Linked DNA regions of Gossypium hirsutum: region 1 is linked to region 2. Evidence: chromatin contacts called from public Hi-C data. All regions are on one chromosome and are shown on one strand. The core of a region is the stretch at or near the end of the contact, and the rest is flanking DNA. Distances in the headings are between cores, read along the strand shown. Region 1 holds the start of LOC107922041 (3-phosphoinositide-dependent protein kinase 2). Region 2 holds the start of LOC107921289 (non-symbiotic hemoglobin 2).

Evidence for each region. Hi-C and Micro-C count contacts between places; a contact is called where the count stands out from the background.
Region 1: a Hi-C map of leaf shows a contact between it and region 2, with 2.5 times the contacts expected there. The contact joins the promoter of LOC107922041 here to the promoter of LOC107921289 in region 2. A contact is called at or near these places in 5 of 34 Hi-C or Micro-C datasets (callus, hypocotyl and leaf).

What each region holds. Positions count from the first base shown.
Region 1 is chrD01:26,718,167-26,722,524 of Gossypium_hirsutum_v2.1, reverse strand. LOC107922041 (3-phosphoinositide-dependent protein kinase 2) reads right to left here and starts at 2,772. Exons shown (of 11, transcript XM_016851868.2): 1 at 2,183-2,772; 2 at 740-920; 3 at 519-571; 4 at 1-83. The coding sequence starts at 2,383.
Region 2 is chrD01:26,528,473-26,532,817 of Gossypium_hirsutum_v2.1, reverse strand. LOC107921289 (non-symbiotic hemoglobin 2) reads left to right here and starts at 1,538. Exons shown (of 4, transcript NM_001426007.1): 1 at 1,538-1,821; 2 at 1,927-2,041; 3 at 2,118-2,234; 4 at 2,321-2,569. The coding sequence starts at 1,727. The coding sequence ends at 2,473. LOC107922279 reads right to left here. Exons shown (of 8, transcript XM_041086481.1): 5 at 4,081-4,345; 6 at 3,757-3,922; 7 at 3,588-3,678; 8 at 3,206-3,484. The coding sequence ends at 3,367.

The sequences.
Region 1 (4,358 bases), core at 1,523-4,022, 190 kb before region 2:
AATCCCATGTTGTGTATGTATTCAAGAGCATCTACAACTTCTGCAGCATAAAAGCGAGCTTCATCCTCTGATAAACGACCTTTCTGAACAAAAAAATAGCCAGATGGTGATACTGAACCATGAATAAACCAATAGATATCAGACCAAGTGCTAAATAACAACAATAAAGTTTGAGCTCAAGAATATACAGGCATTCAAAGCTATAACTAAGGGATAGAGTTGGCAACATTATGCAATGAACTTTGAAAGGCTCCAAACTGATGATTGAGTAGACTTTATATCATAGATAAAGAAGTATATCTGACTATCCCAGATTTATTATCATTAGTTTTGCCAGAGAAATCGAGAACAAATATACAATTGAAAATGTTCACCAGATTAATTGACGGAGCAACTAATCAATTTCAAACAGCTCAATCAATGCTCCGAGGGGGGAAAAAAGCTACCACACAACACACCCCTCTTTTATGTATGAGTTTTCTATGAGGATGTAGGAATACATGCCAAGAGTAACTTACTCTTGTTATTTGGTCAAAAAGTTCTCCACCTTCACAGGACTCAAGTGCCATGTCTTCACAATATATCAAAGAAAACAACGTCAAACAATGAAGCAAATTGAATGAACTGGCAATACATAATTAATGGAAGAACATCAAGGAAGAATTTTTCCTTTTTTTTGTAAAAACTAACTAAACAAGTATGCGCATAATATTAATAGAAGACAACTAAAAATACCTACATAGTGAAAAAGTATCTTGAAATGTAAAATAGAGCCGCACAACACCAGGATGCTCCAATTGGTCAAGCACTATACGTTCCAGCTTTACATATGCAGTTTTATTTTCCTTAGTGATGAACTTTTTGTCCATGATCTTCAAAGCATACACCATTCCCGTATCCTTCTTCTTTGCCCTCACAACCTGATGGATATTCAAAACAAAAACAACGTGAATAAGAAGCTCAAATGAGAAATGGTGAGTGAAGAAAAGGATATACTAAGTTAAATAAATTAAAACAATTTCCAATAAAAAAAATAAAAAGAAGAAAAGTTTACAGCAGCAAAAACTAATGATAATAAACCCCCCCGCCAAGCAATGTCAATGAACACACACACACACACATATATGTATGTATATATTCTAAACTAACATATCAAGCAGCCGACACTTCTATACAAATTTCATTTCATAAAGAAGTGGCATGAAACATAAATAAATTTGTCCAGTTTGGCTCATCCTTTTTCACTCTTAAACATACAGACAGTTTTTGCCTTTTCTGCTCTTATCCAATATATACATTAATTTACTAAAAATATCAGAAACTTCTTCATTCACATCGTTAATGTCTAGTACACAGCTGAAGTGCTCAAATAACAGAAAGTACTTTAATTTAGCCTCACATTTTCAAAAACTCAAATTTCTAAGAGTAACAATAAAAAGTGTTTATCAATAAGTTATTTAGATTCTGAGATGGTGAAAAAACAAAAGAGCAAAAAGGGAAAAAGAGATCAACAGCATAAAAATTAACCAAAAAAATATTTAATATCAATGTCATTATCTGTAAGACATAAAACAAAAAGAGAGCAATAAATAAGATCTTGATCCAGCAGTAAAAGGAAAAGCAGTAGGCTCAAAATCCCTCACTCCACTGATGTGCAAGTTGAACTATCGCCGATTTGCTAGTTATGAAAATAAGTAAACAATTTGAGGGTAGTAAAATATCACACATAGCCTAAATAAAGCATATATAGTTCAATATGCACATGAGTGCGGTAGGCTAAAAGATTTTCCGTTCATTCTCTTTCCAAGCATAGCCTAAATATTACACAGTCAGCTAATATAGGAAACAGAAACAGAACAACACATTGTTTATTCAACAGAACTTCATGTTTTTCTTTGCACTAAGTTTCTATAAACTAAGCAAAATTATTTCCCTTTCATTCAAATAGCTTGTATCACTACTAAAAAAACCCACAAAATTCACAAAGATAGCCAAATTTATACCAAAAACTCACAATTCATAAAGAAAGCATCATTGCCCATCAAGTTCATAAATTAAAGCATGCATACATACAAATAATAATAATAATAATAATAATAAATTATAACCAAAAACAGTGTGTGATCTACTTAGAGTGATCTGACTAGAATCAAACTCAAGTACAACAAAAAAAAAAACTAACCTTCGAGTAAGAACCAACACCGTAGATCTTACCCAGTTCAAAATCCTGAATACTGAAATTCTCTTGAGGAGCTCTAAATGCAAAGCTTTTAGATCTCTGAACATTGTTAGAAGCACCAGTATTAGAAGAATTGTCTTTGTTAGTATCATCAGTTCCCTGAACCCTAAGCTTTGAATCAAAATCCTTCTCCATGGCCAACATTTCTCTCCCAAAAATCCCCTTACTTTCCCTTTTACAACATCACAGCAATAAAAATAATTATTGAGAGAAGCTTTTCTTTTTCGATTTTTGTTTCCAGTCAAAGAGAAAAAAAAAAGAAAAATAATCCTTTTTCCTCTTTATTGAGATAGATTGGATCTTCCTTAAATATTCTTCTGAAAAAATGAGGAGAAAAAAGTTGAAATTGATTCTTTTCTTGTCACTATAATATAATTTTATGAAATTTATACAAATTTGTGTAACTATAATTTAAAATATAGATTATATTATATTAAAGGAAAAAGATGAAAATGAGAGTGATCAGCTTTTGAGGAATTTCAAAACCCTAGAAAGAAAAAATTAATATATATAAAAAAGTGAAAGAGCTGTCTGTATGCTAACTGCCAAGGGTTCAACTTATCTGTTGGAATTAATTTTTTTTATCATATAATTATTTTAATTATATTATTAAAATTTAATGTAAACATATATAAATTATTTTAACATTTATCGATAATGATTTGTAGCTACGAGTTTGGGAATGACTTGAGTTAATAACGTTTAATTTGATTGTAATTTTTAAAAAATATAGTTTAATTGAAATTTTTAAATTAAAGTAGGTTTCTAATTTATCTTTTTTTCAGTAATGCTAATTAATTCAATTATAATATATAAATTTTAAAAACCAAAGGGCTTTTTATTGCAATAACAAGAGTGTTGTGAGTTTGGTTCTTTTATTGCTGTAACTTGTTCCCAATTCAATATCTGCTAAATGAATTTTATGGTTACATTGGTTTGAAATTATTTTAGTTTTACATATTTTAATAATTCATTTATTATATTTTATGTTTTATTCTAATTAATTGTAACTATTATATTCAAATATTTAACTCCAAATCCGCATCCCTTATTCATATAAATAATAGGTATTTAGATATTTATTCACATCTGCTCTAAAACCATAACAAATAATACTTTTAAATTTTAAATATTATTCGAATCCCCTTTTTGAAATGTAAAACATGAGTGTTGGGGGGCATTGAAGAGAGGCTGTTAGCACATGCCATCCAATGACGCTACATCCTTTTCTCCTTTCTCCCATAAACAATCTCTAAAAATAAAAAATAAAAAAACCTGACTGAAGGTTAAGTTTATTACATTCTTTTTATATATTAATTTAATTGCTCTACTAAGCTGAATTCTTTTAATTAAATTTGGTTCTCACAGAAACAGTAATTAATATGTTAAATTTTCAAACACAACTCCTATAATAATTCATTTCAACTTGTTTATTTTTATTTTTGAATTTTAAAAAATTTTAAAATTATTTATTAATGTAGCGTATAAGACAAATATTACTATGACAAGATGAGATACACCAGGTGAGTTACCACGCCAACATCGTTAAAAATTTAATATTTTAGGTATTTAAAAAAATCTATTTGACTTTTAACTTAAAAAAGAATAAAAGTTAAATATAATTATACTTTTTTAATCAATTATCTTCTTCTCTTTTATTTTTGTCAATATAGATTTATGAATTGGCATCTAATAACATTTCCCATTTTCCTTGGTAACTTTCTTTGTGAATATTAAAAATAAAATTACGTGTTGAATAAAATAGAGTAAATTATAATTATTGAGAGTAGTAAGTAGGTCCAAAGCATGGGCGGTAGGACCCAGGTTACGTGTAGGCAAGAAATATGGGCCAAGTGGGTTCCCAAAGAAAAGCATTGGGACAAGCCCACGTTGAGCAACCACATATATCAACCGCCCTTTGATTGGGACGTCAACTATTACATGGAACCAAACTCCACAATCTTGACTTCTCCATAAAAATAAAAAATAAAAACAACTTCATATTATTTAAAAAGTAGGGCAACAATGGACGGTGAAGTTAATAAAGTCTAAACAATAGTGAATCATTTTTATATTTTTACTAAAGTGATGCTTTGTCTCTTTATGTAAACTTTTTTTG
Region 2 (4,345 bases), core at 289-2,788:
AAAAAAAACATAATATATTATTCATTAATAAAACTATAAATCTATAAAATCATTGAATATAATTGGATGAATTTAAAATAATAAGAATTCAAGTTTTTTAATTAAATAAAAATATTTTTTATATATAAATACTCTTTATAAATTTAAAAATAATTATAATTTAATAGAAATTGTGAGAATTATATATTTCAAAATAATTATAATTTAAGCTGCAATTATTATTAAAAATATTGTGCTAATTTTAAAATAAAATTGTTATTTAAATAGAAATCTAAGCATAAAATATAAGTAAAAGATAAAAAAATTGTGATAATTATAATTATAATTTATTGTTATTAGTTAAAAAATTTGACGATGCTACTTTTATTAAAGTAAAGTAGAGTTATTACTTAATTAGAATTCTAAGTATCTTAATTATCACTTAACTAATATTAGATTTAATTAAAAAAATTAATAGAAATACCAGACATGCTTTATTGAAAAACCAAAAGTAATAATAAAACTGATCACCCATAAATGTAACCCAAATAGAAAAAATAAATTATAATTATAAACTATTCTCATCAAATTTAGTAAATTTTTTTATTTAATAAATTATTCTCATCAAATTCACATAAAAATAGGTTGAGGGCTTGTTTATGAGTAAAAATCATAGATTAAGAGCTTATTTAACTACAAAAATAGGTTGAGGGCTTGTTTATTAAATAAAAAAGTGAGTTGAAGGGGAATAAAAATAGAATAATAAATAAGGAGGGCTTAGAAGGCAATTAATCACGTTTCAAAATTCAAAATGGTAAATTTACATATCAGGTCCTTAAAAACTTTAGATCATTACATTTTAGTCCTATGCCGCCTATGGGAAAGGCACCTTTGGTGCTGCCTTTTGCATGCCCTCCATCAGCCATCTTTTTTTTTTGTATTATTTTGGTAAATAAAAAAATTTATAATATTTTGGTATTTTTTATTTTTTATTTTTTGTAATATTTTGGTAAAAAACCCCAACTAGTACATTGATTGAAATATTGGTATGTTTTAAATCAATATTTTATATTATATATTGGGAAAAATTCAGTAAAAATTAGAGTAGTTTTACACATTTCTGTAATTATTTATATGATTAATATTTTAACGGTCTAGCCGTTAAATTTATCAATATAATTGTACTTGTCATGCATTCAAATTTTTGAACTCATCCGATATTCGTATCATATCAATCTAAAATACTTGATATATTAATATATATATATTCAACGGTTGAATTTTTTTGCATAAAATAAATAGTTAGAACTTCTAAATATATATTTAATTTAACATGCATGATCTATATGAATAGACTAAATGGTTGAATAATTAAAATATTAATGATGCGAAGAGTAGTTTAATTTTGTATTGTGTAAGCATGAATTATTTGGTAACGATAGAAAATATGTGGACAGGTTACAACTTGGGAGATTTTTCTGTCAAAATGAAATCAAAATGATTTGTTGTGAATAATAATATTCCTTCTTAAATTTCCATCTTTTACACAACATCAATGCACGTCTAAGAAGACAAAAAAAGCTTAGCTGTATCGGTATTATATTAATAAAGGAAAGCAGCAGTTAAATTTCTGAGTTTGCGTTTGTCATTAATATTATTTATTTCTTCAAGATTCCCACACTTGTTTTCTCTTTTCTTATAGAGCTCCACCACTCCCTGGTTATCATTGAGAAGAAGAAAATGAGAGATGGGTTTCACAGAGAAGCAAGAAGGGTTGGTGAAAGAATCATGGGAGGTTTTGAAGCAAGATATTCCTCACTCCAGCTTGCGTTTCTTTTCACTGTAAGACCTTTAATTCTTTCCTTCTTATGAATTCTTCGTTCGGCCTAGTCCTTTAACAGAATTTCTCTTCCACTGAGTATTGATTAAATTGAGAGTGTAATTTAGGATATTGGAGATAGCACCAGGTGCGAAGAACATGTTCAGTTTCTTGAGGGAGTCAGAGGAGATTCCTCAAAATAATCCAAAGCTCAAAGCTCATGCTGTCAAGGTTTTCAAGATGGTCAGTCCTTTTTTTTTTTATTCATTGCATATACATCCCTACTTAAATTAAAATACTTAAACAATTGTTGTTGAAGACATGTGAGTCAGCCATACAACTGAGAGAGAAAGGGGAAGTGGTAGTGGCTGATACTACTTTGAAGTATTTGGGCACTGTCCATGTCAAGAGTGGTGTCAAAGACCCCCATTTCGAGGTACGTTTTTATTTTATTTTTTAATAATAAATTAGATTTGGATGCAGTGGTTAATTAAAAAAAAATGAGGAATAATGTTAATGCAGGTGGTGAAAGAGGCACTCTTAAGGACAATTGAAGAAGCAATTGGAGAAGAGAAATGGAATGAAGAGATGAAGAATGCTTGGGGTGAAGCTTATGATCAATTGGCTGAAGCTATTAAGGCTGAGATGAAGAACCACCATGATGAAACTGCTTAATTACCCTTTTACTTCCTTCAATTTTAATGTTGTTTGCCAATATTTTCACAATTTTAATGAATAAATTTTAGTAATAAAGACTATTTTGTTTTTCTATCATTATTTTGCCTTATTTTCTCTGTTTTTTTTATTTAAAAAAAAGGAGGTTAAAAATTTAACAAAAAATACATTATAGAAGGAGAGAGAGATTAAAAACAACAACAAATATTAATTGTTGTAATTGTAATATCAAGTGAAATTAAGTGGAATAAATATTAAAACGTTATCACATAAAATTTTAATTTGATTTAATTTATATAAATCACTAATAATATTGATAATTAGTATTATTTTATATTAATATATTACCTACATAAATAATTATATTAATTTAATATTTTTTTAAATATGTATAATTAAATTAAAAATAAAAATTTATTAAAATAAGTTCTAAATTTTACAATAATTTTAATTTCTCATTTTAAATTAAATATATTCAATTAATTTTCGGTTAAAAGATGCTATACTCTTGAATTTGAATCCTTTTATTTTAGGGTTAAAATTTGTCTGCTAAATTTCATGTGATAACTAAAGTGACATCAAAGCTTCAAAAAAGTCGACTCAAAATTCCGAAAAGTAAAACCAATTTTAATTAATTTTCTCTTTTATCCCCAAAACTGAACCATCACGGAAAGGTAGAGCAAAAAAAAAAAAAGAGGACATTTTTATTTACGTAAGAATGATAAAGAAGAATGAATAATAATTGATATGCCAATTGTTATTCCAATTATACAAAAAAGCATAGTGTTCCACATATTTAAACATACACCCTTTCTAATTGGAATGGAGCCCCTCCTCTACATAAACTCACATTGGCTTCTTTCTCTTTACTCTTACTTATTCCTCTCTTCTCTTTACAATATCGAGTATGCTCGGATTACCTCCACAATCGGTGCTCGACACAACGGGCATTTTCCTCCCCCTCGTACCAACTCGTTCGCGCATTTTGAACACGTGCACATGTGTCCGCATCTGCAACCCCATAAATATGCATCATCAGCATATGCGCATACTCCGGTGTTAGTCTGAAAATATAATGATTTTATGAAAAGAAAAAGTCGACAATGTATAAAACCTGTACAAAAGTGAATCAATATGGCTATCGCAACAAACACAGCAGGTTCCTTTCCTCACATGACCCCATTTAGATCCGTCCTCCGATGTTTCTACACTCAGAACTGTAATAAAAAGTTAGTCCGAAATAATTATTTTTAAAAAGAAAAACGTTGGGAGGATTTACAAACCTTTTTCACCAACTGATCTGTTCAATGCTGCTGAGACTTCCTGCCTGACTGATCGCTGTAACTCAAGCTGCATATCCATGCAGGCTTCCAACATCCTCTGCATGTGGCTCATGCCCTGCTGAAGCCTTGCCATATCGGCTCTAAGATCATTAACCATCTCCCATTCCTGCTCGAAATAAGTAGAGCCTTATAATTAACTTAAAAGATGCATGCATAGTAACAAGTAAGATTCTGGGCCTATTTCTTTATGATATTCATCAACAGAGATAACAGAACGGAAATGATTCGATAGTATGGCATTGAACAAATAAAAAGATGGCTCACAATTTCTGATCTATGCATGCTGGGCCGAGACCAGCTAGTGTGATGTAAATCTTGATGCCATAACGGTTGTGGTGGTGGTACAGGAGGAGAAGGTAACACCAGTGACGGTCTGCTGATAGCATTGTTCTGGTCATCATTTATTCCATCCCTCTGCTGCTCTTGATCACGTTCTGGTGAGGCTGGAGTTGGCAAGTTTCTATGCAGATCCCAATCAATGGGAGAACGGCCTTGTCTTTCCACATAAGAATGTATTAATTGGTCCAGA